Regions from separate parts of the Mus musculus genome. Here regions 1 and 3 are each linked to region 2. Evidence: chromatin contacts called from public Hi-C data. All regions are on one chromosome and are shown on one strand. The core of a region is the stretch at or near the end of the contact, and the rest is flanking DNA. Distances in the headings are between cores, read along the strand shown.

Evidence for each region. Hi-C and Micro-C count contacts between places; a contact is called where the count stands out from the background.
Region 1: a contact with region 2 is called in a Hi-C map of the N1E-115 cell line, with 4 times the contacts expected there. The contact joins two enhancer-like sites. A contact is called at or near these places in 2 of 484 Hi-C or Micro-C datasets (the HL-1 cell line and the N1E-115 cell line), 5 of 115 datasets of contacts at active chromatin or transcription factors (T-cell acute lymphoblastic leukemia, double positive thymocytes, embryonic basal ganglia and 1 more) and 1 of 9 other capture datasets (embryonic stem cells).
Region 3: a Hi-C map of cerebellum shows a contact between it and region 2, with 2.0 times the contacts expected there. The contact joins two enhancer-like sites. A contact is called at or near these places in 3 of 484 Hi-C or Micro-C datasets (cerebellar granule neurons, cerebellum and liver) and 4 of 115 datasets of contacts at active chromatin or transcription factors (astrocytes, embryonic basal ganglia, embryonic stem cells and 1 more).

The regions. Positions count from the first base shown.
Region 1 is chr13:111,979,014-111,982,074 of GRCm38.p6, reverse strand. No RefSeq gene overlaps it. Among named protein-coding and RNA genes, the nearest start is that of Gm15322, 14 kb to the left of the region's middle. Within about 2 kb of position 1,329, at least 72 of the 459 cell types and tissues checked have an H3K27ac peak or open chromatin away from gene starts, as enhancers often do. A contact at or near this core is called in the N1E-115 cell line, where this site is marked.
Region 2 is chr13:112,158,927-112,161,752 of GRCm38.p6, reverse strand. No RefSeq gene overlaps it. Among named protein-coding and RNA genes, the nearest start is that of Gm41063, 22 kb to the left of the region's middle. Within about 2 kb of position 1,487, at least 36 of the 459 cell types and tissues checked have an H3K27ac peak or open chromatin away from gene starts, as enhancers often do. A contact at or near this core is called in the N1E-115 cell line and cerebellum, where this site is marked.
Region 3 is chr13:111,927,227-111,930,161 of GRCm38.p6, reverse strand. No RefSeq gene overlaps it. Among named protein-coding and RNA genes, the nearest start is that of Gm15326, 61 kb to the right of the region's middle. Within about 2 kb of position 1,346, at least 33 of the 459 cell types and tissues checked have an H3K27ac peak or open chromatin away from gene starts, as enhancers often do. A contact at or near this core is called in cerebellum, where this site is marked.

The DNA.
Region 1 (3,061 bases), core at 80-2,579, 180 kb after region 2:
CCCAAGAGATCTGAGCTACTTATGGTTGAACATCGAACAAACGATAAATTAGCTCAGTTGCTTTTCTGCTCTTCCTATACCTTTTAACATGAACAGAGCCAAAAATTGATAGTTCGCTGTTCTTTTTCCTCCTATTTTTTTTTTACCAAATTAAGGATTTTTTTTAAAGTCAGCTGATGTATAAGGAAAAGATTTCCTTTTCTCTCCTGCCTTCTCCAGCAAGTTCGCCAGTTTAATACCCATAATTCCTCACCTTCTCTAGTGCTTGAATTACTCTCCTAACACTAATATACTCTAAACTTGCATAAATGAAATAAACCACCTAGTCAGGACCCTCCACACTGTTAGACGGTGCAAAACACAAATTCAGAGCCTGCTATTTGAAAAGGGAAGAGAATTCCAAGATGGCGGAGGCAGCAAAGAATTCATCCCACAGCTGGAAACCGCAAAGCATGGGGCTCCATCTGATGACCAAGTTGGTGACATTCCTAGAAGTCTGGCCCTGTGTCTGGTCATATGTGGTCAAATATATATAAGGATATGCATATATATATGTATGTATAAGGACACATACATACATATATGGTTATATACAGTCTTATAGAGATTATAAGGATAACACACATATGTGCATACACACATTTTTCCACTGTGGGATCCAGGAATCAAACTCAGGTGGTCAGGCCTGCATGACAAGTGTCTTACTCTGAGCCATCTCTCCAGCCTACATCACTCTGTTACCTCATCTATGGACTCTGATCACCTAAGCCCTGACTCTTCAGATCTTTGTTCAATGTTTACAGCCTCTGTGATAGCTTCCCAGGTCAGCTGCGTGACTACAGTTCATATAGAGTGGGGTAAAGACAGCCCAGTCTGCTCCCCTGCCTGTTTCAGGATACTAACAGGTGCTTGGTAAGTAAGGATGTAGCAGACACGAGGAACACCTCATAGGCAAAGATCTTGGGCCCTTGTCTTGAGGAACTCCTATTATCACCAACACCCCCTTATTTGTTTGCATTTCTCACTTACCAGAATATCCAGTCCTGGTGCGTGCAGGTCTCACTAGATCCGTGAGATGCAACTATGGCCGCCATCTTGTTTCTACCGGAATCTTTTTATGTGTCTTGCTTCCTCACTCTTCAGTCTTTAAGATGGAAGGGAGACTGATGAAATATAGAGTCAAATCCTTGATTCCTAACCGAGGCTCTCGCCAGCTTTGGGACCCAGGCCAGTGAGTCGATTAACCTTTGCAAGCTCCCATTTCCTCATCCAATGGGTGAACTAATGGATACATACCCTGCCTACCTCACAAGACTGAATAAATCCCCTTAATGAAGTGTGATATTTGAATGCAAACCCTACAACATACAAGAACACTATTACCTCTCTAAACATACCTCTCTGTCAGTGTTCACTACATGTTAGATGAATGGATTAATAATACAACCAGGCAAACCTTATGACCATTTATTTCCCCCTTTAAATCTGGAAGATTGTGACGTTCCTTTGTGGGAGTAAAAGAGAGGCCCATCCTCGTCAGAAACAGCCACTTCCTCTTCTCTTCCCTTTGGTTTCAGGACTGTAATATGAGCACACAGTCACTTTACTCTCCCAGTTTCCACTCTCTCTAATTACATGGTGTTATGAGCCAAAAGATAGACCACGAGATCTCAATGTTGCTACAACTTGCCAGTGACGTAAATTATCATTAACACACTGCATCCGAAACTAAGAGCGCTTCACCCAAAATGCTCCCGCGGGGAAACAGCCCACTGAAATGACAGAGCGAAGGCAGAGGCTGAGGTCACAGCTCCTGGAACACAACAACCTGTAGATGTTTGAAGAAAGCGAATTATTGCTACGGCCGGTCTTGATGGAGACTAAACTAACTGCACTTATCTGTAATGAGTTTTTACAAAATAATGCTACCAACGCAGTTCACACATGCTGGAAACCGGGCTAAGCTGGCTTTCAGACATAAGGCCATCAGTGCATTCAGAGAAACAATCGCTGCAATTATAACTAATTAACTGGCCTAAACAGTTGGGAGCCGGTTGGAGAGGTCTGAGCTGAAATGTAAATGAGGAGGGAGGGGCCTGCTGCAAAGAGATGGTGTGGCATATTTGTTTTGTTTTGACTTCTTTCCAGACATATTTCAGTTTGCATAAGTATTTGAAGGTCGGATCAGACAGGATTTACAGCACAATGGTATCAGGAATGTCTTTATGAAAACTCTGATATGGTCTAAATTAGGTTTCAAGAAGGGGCGGGGCAGCCGTGGGAGCTCAAGTCTATATCAGTGTCTACTCTGCACCCTAATGGGCACCTCGAACCACTTCATCCGTCACAGGCCAACAAGTGAGCCCTTTAGGGAGTGGATCTCAGCTATCGATTCCTGCAGCATCAGAGGCAGCCCCGAGGGAGCTCCCCAGCCCGCGGATTTCGGATTTCAGCAGTACTCTTGTGACCTTTGGTTGACCTTGGGCTCTGCGAGTGGAGGGTTAAAGTTGTCTTTTGGCATTGGAGCCTGGCTTTTTCCTTCTCCAAATGCTTTCAGAGAAATCCGAGGGAACCCCACCCCTCTGCAGTGGGCAAGCTGCTTCCTGTAGAAGTAGAGAGGATCCTGCTTGCTCCGGTGAAAAGGGCTCTTCAGCACAGAAATGCCTTCTCTTTCTCGAGAAGTCTGCTTTCCCCTCAGCCTCTAATTACCACAAAGGCCTCTTTTGGCGTCTTCTCCATGAAGGCAGATAAAACAAAGCAATGTGTAAAAATCCAAAATCTGAGTGCTTTTAAGGTGAGAATGAAGCCAAGCCTGGCAGGCACCTGACAGACTAAACCGGAAGAGCCCGCTCCTCCATAAACTCAGTTTCCCCTCGGAGGTGATGGCTGAAGGGCAGGTAAGTCAGATGGGCCTGAAACTGCAGCAGCTGGCTCTCTTTAATAATGCCCGTCTCAGTGCTCGGCATGGCTATTTTGCGGCGTGCTGTGGAGTGAACAGGAAAGCTTCCAAGAGAGGTTTAATTGTTTACATTCAATGAAAGGAAAAGTCGGACTAGAAGTG
Region 2 (2,826 bases), core at 238-2,737:
TTCTACCCAGTCCCACCATCAACCCAGTCTTGCTCACTGATGCGGATGGCACTGGAAAGAGCTGAGGATGAGGGTGTCTAGTGTACACAAGCAACTCTGATGTCTACATGGCAGATGGCATCTTCCTGCGGTTTTCATCTAAGTATATTTTAAACTTCCTCACCCATCTTTCATAGAAAGAAAGGAAAAAAAAACATTTAAACTACTAGCGTATTTGAAGTATTTAACTACTTTGAAAATCAGCGACCATTTCTGCTAACAGTGAACTCGTATTTGCTCAATGACCCTGCAATTCTATGCCTGTGTAGACCCCCATGTGTGCACGTATGCATGTTTGCCAGAAGGCAAATACTAGAAAGCTCTCAGAGTGCACAGTGGTTTTTCAAGGAATGAAAACAGGCCAAAGTCATCCATGGGAGACTTGTTTAAGAAGTATGAAGTCATATGACACATGGTATGTGTATCACACACATACATACATACATAGTGCAGCATAAACTCCAACCACCACATTGGTTTTCTAAAATTAGCACTGGTACCAAAAGGAGCCAGATACCAGAGAACACATGCAACTTAATTTCCTTCACACAAAGTTTAAAATCAGAGAAAATTAGTTTTGAGATATGTCAGGCTACTGCAGTTTGCACTGTAAACCATGGTGCACAACATGTGCAGTACTGAACTTAAAGCAAAACAAAGCAGCCCCTATCTACCCTCTGTGTGGGACTCTCTGGTTGCTCTAGTCTAGTTAAGCCTAGCAGTGACTGGTAAGTGGATTTACAGTAATTAGTGGATTATGTCCTATAATTTGAAAAACACTGATATTCATGCAGGCTAGGCTTTCAGAGTGGCTCACGGGTTAGCTGATCTCACTAAGCCTCAGTGCCCTCTCCATAAACAGGGAAATGATGGTGTCATTTGCCAAGAGTGTTGTGGAATTGGATGAGTTAAGGCACATTAAGGTTTTAGCATATTGACTAAACAGTCAGTTTGTGCCTTACATATGCACATGCGCACATACAGGCACACACACACACACACACACACACACACACACACACACACACACACACTTTTATTAAATATCCAGGTCTTTCTTCCAGACAATAAGCCTTCCAAATCCTTGTTCTCAGTTTGTGCTGATAAGGGGAGTCAGCCTTCCCAAGGAGACTTAGAGGTGACTCACTGCTCTAGGGAAGCCAAGTTCCTTGTTGAAGACCATCTGGGATTTCCACCTCAGGGTGGGCTCCTTTAAGCTCTTCCTGTGTTCCCACACCATGCTCCCCTGGGCTGTTTTCTTGTCTGCTCTGGCCTCTTTGGCAGGGCCTGAGTTCATTTGGCCATGTACAGTGAAACTGTACTTGAACGATCTTTGTTTCTTAAAAAGTCATCTTAGCTTGGGAAATGTTGGCCACTGCTAAGAGCAAGCCCTCCTACTTGGCCATGGGGTCTGACCAGCCCCCATCACTTCCTCCAACAACAGGGGCTTTATGCTCTCATGCAAAAAGACCAGCTGTCAGCTTAAATTTCCCTAATCCAGCCAGATCCCAACTCAGCCAACCAACAGTCGCTATCTGGGGGAAGCCCATCTGTGAAAGGCAGCAGTGCCCTTACTGGAATGACATGTCATAAAAATTAGTTTGGGCACTAATCTAAAGAAGCTTTGTGCTGAGTCGAGGGACTGCAAGGTCCCAGTTGGTGCCCTTCTCTTTGCCGAAGAGCTGGACCAGACAGACTAGCAGAGCAGAGCATGAACACACTAGCAGTGCCCCACACCTTGCTTGTCACTCTCAACCTGGAGAGATGCCATCTTTACCACCCCACCTCACCCCCCCAGTCCTCTCCACCGGGAAGCTCTGAGGGCTGAAAGGGTGTGGGCGAAAGGAAGTTCACTGTTTTGTGTATAGTGCTGGTCATAGGCAAAGGCCGTGGGGGTCTTTAAACCGTTGGCTAACTTTAGCAATCTATGGTTCGGTTTGTTAAGAAGGATAGGAGCTCATTCTTAACATTCTTCCTCTGCAACTGTTCCCTCTCACCCTCTCAAGGGGACAGGGGCGGTCAGTGGTCCTCTTTAACCTTGAATTGCCTACATAGTGTACTTACTTGGTGACACTTCAAAACAGTCACCATTCCAGAGGCTCCTCAGATAATGGTGGAACGGCCTGACCACCACCACCACCATCACAGCATCACCACCCCTGCTGGCTCCATACTGGGGTTTGTCTGACTTGACCTTGTGCATCTCTTGTACATAAGTGGAATTCATGGGACAGAGGGGGGCAGAGGGAGAGACAGAGAGAGAGAGAGAGAGAGAGAGAGAGAGAAAGAGAGAGAGGAAAGGGTGGGCATGTGAAACTGGAAAGAAACATAGTGATGGTAGTGGGTGAGGAGGAATTGGAGGAGAAGGGCTGGATCAAACATACTATATACATGTATTAAACGTCAATCATGCATGCACACATACACACACACATACACATATTCGAGCACACCTTGTGCAACAGAATGCAGCTTTTGAACTGTTTTTTTTTTTCAGATAATCCCATAGGTATTTTTGTACCTGTTCACTTTCATATAATTTCTTGTTTAAAATGCTTTTGAAATTTGTCCTGGATGTATAGGTATTAGAAGCTTAGGGGAATGAATTCTATAGAGAAATTCAAAAGAAAAAAGCATACCACTTTCTAATAAAAAAATTAAGAAGCATTTTCTTTGAACTAATTATGAGTATTTTCTGACTTTTTCCTTTCCTTCTTTTGTTGTTTTTGTTTTGTGAACCAGTCTTTGGAATAGCCCATGGTTTTGGCCACACCTTCATTTCAAAGC
Region 3 (2,935 bases), core at 97-2,596, 230 kb after region 2:
TCTTCTCCCTCTGTCTCACATTACTTCCCTTTGTTCCCCCAGATACTTTCACTTCTGCTTTTGTGTCATATGTACATACATGATGTTCTGTAACTATATAAAATCTAGGGCTCACAAGTGAGAAGAAACGTGGTGTTTGTCTCAATTCACTTAATCTGATTGCCTCAGGTTCATTCATTTCCTGCACACCATACAACATCATTCATTTTTATGGCTAACCAATCTCTAGTGTGTATATAGAACATGTTTTCATTCCTTTTTTTCCTTTTAGAATGCAGTTAGGAATGATGCTAGTTTAGTAAAGTAGAACTTGTAGGTTCGTCTCCAAGATCCATGACTTCAGCCACCTTGACGAGTGGGCTAGATTTCCAATGCCCGACATGATTTCTCTCCTGTTGAGAAGTAGATCACATTTTCTTTTTCTGTTCCTTGGTTAGCTTAGCTGCTAGGATAATGCTTCAGCAAACATTGATGTGTAAACATCTTTGCTATGTTGACTTGATGTCTTTTGAGTAAAGACCCAGGAGTATTATTGCTGGGTCATACGGTAGATCGAGTTTTAGGTTTTTGAGAAACAGATACTCGTGATCACCTTGCTAGAATTTTATGTACATGGTCTAAGGAGCTCACACCACCACAGTAGTTATGCAATTATCTCTATTTTACAAATACAGAGACATAGTTTAGTGACTTCCCCACTGTGACATATCTAAGTGTGGCAAAGGAGAGATAGCCCGGAACAGCTAACCTTTGGCATGTACTATACAGTTTTCCCTTTCCATTATATCAGAACAGTATATAGACTTTCAGATCTCCCAGGGTACACCCATTCCAACATAACGTATGAAAAGGGAAGCTTACAGTTGGCAATATAAACCTTGAATGCGCTGGTGAAAAAGAAAATGGATTCATGAACAGACTCAGAGTTATGCTTTCAAGTTCAAATGCAATTGAGTAAGAAACTAAACACAAGATAAGAGTGGTCAGATGACTCAAAGAGCAAGCTTTATCATCCCAGCACAGTTGAAGAGGACGCAGTACAACATTGTAAGAAGAACCATTAAAATATGACTATTATCGTGTCTTTATCATTCCCATAGCAACCTAGTATTCCCTGCCAAAAAAATAACTCAGTAGGCACCAAGAATTTTCAGCTACTCTTTTAGCACCAAACCCTTCCCACAGCCATTTGTATTAACATTTGCAAAAGATTTATTTCCCTTTGATTCAAATAATTCCACATTCCCAAGAATATCTGGACTGGAGCATGTCCAACTGCCCGCAGGGTCTGCAGCCGTCGCCTCTGTCCTGGGTAGCTCGCTCAGTGCCCATGAATAGCTCATTGTTGAAGACAAACCCACTGCAGAGAACAGAGGAAACACAGAAGAAGAGTCAGTGCCATGATCTGGAGACCAGTCTGGACTTCCAGCAATGAAGCTGGCAGCAGCAGCAAGCACCCCAGCCTGTTGTGAATTGGGGTGACCAGTGCTTCCCAGATCAAGGCTCCCTGAAGGTATTCCCCACTTCAGAATCCACCAGCAACTTACCTCCAGACATACTGAACCTAGATCCTTCTGTATAACCAAAAAGAAAACAATATAGGCTGAAACTCAAACTGAAAAATCAACCTCAAGCATTTGTATCAGGATCAAACACGGGTGCTATAGAAAAATACAAGATCGCTTTCAAGTAGTCTGCATGGCTTAACAACTGGCCAAAAATTTAAGAAGGGTTCTCACTTGATGAAGACTGAACTCTCAAATCTGCTCTGATGTTTGCTACTGACTTTCTACAAATATTCTGTTTATCCACTCAGGCTAATCAGCACATCAGAGAATGAACTAAGTGCCCACTTCAAATCAAGGGTTAAAAAGAATTATACCTTTTAGCTATTTGAGGGTGGTCAAAGAAACTCATAAGTTGTTTCGGTGATTGAACCAAACTCAGTTGCAGAGTTAATCAAATGTGGCATAATGCAGTCTTTTGACATAGGGATCATATTTGCCATCTCAGACATGTACTGGTCTACAATTAATGCCTGATGAGTATAACTTAGTAGCCACAAGCTTGTATTTTTGAGCATATGACTAATTTTAAAAGTTATACCTCCTGGTACTTATCCAGTCCTTCTTCAACTTATTTAGGATTTTACATTTTTACATAAGTCAGAAAAACACCATGATTATGGATAAATTTCCAGCCATATTCTTTTTCTTCCGGCATTCACAAATGCATCAAAACGTATTAGAGAAAAGTGATAAAGGGATCCAGTATGGTCTGGGGATTTGGCTTAGCAGTGTCATGCTTACCTAGTACATACACGGCCCTGAGTTTGATCCCTGGCACTACAGGAACACAGAAACAGCAGTGTGATTCAGTGGAGGTCACAACCTATCTGCAAATCCAATGGCCACGTCTTTTCAAGTAAACACATATCTGACTTTACACTCTAGGGGAAGGAGGGGATCACGCTAACTTGTTCTGACACACACTCCTCCTCCCCAACTGCTCTATTTACCATTCCTGAAACTAAAGCCAGAGGCCACACAGAATCTGAACCTCTAACCTATGGACATAGCCTTGTCTTCACTGAGGCCATTAGTGTATTAAAAACACAATGAAGAGCTGCTGGTTGGGCAAAGTCATTTTTCCTTTGACATTTAATTATCAGTAGAAAAGTATTTCTGTCTTAATACCCACATTCTGGCATATAATTACTGTAATAAAGTCTACTTCTTCCCTTTGGGTGACCGCTGCCAGTACCATGAAATCATGGCAATGGTTGTAAAAATAAGGGAGGTCACAGCCCTCCCCCACACACATACACACCCACTCTGCAGCTGATATTAAATAGCTTTGGTGGGAAAAGGCAGACCTTTAAACCCTCTACCAAACTCAATGCATTCTGCATTTAACTTCTTCCTTAAAACAGTTA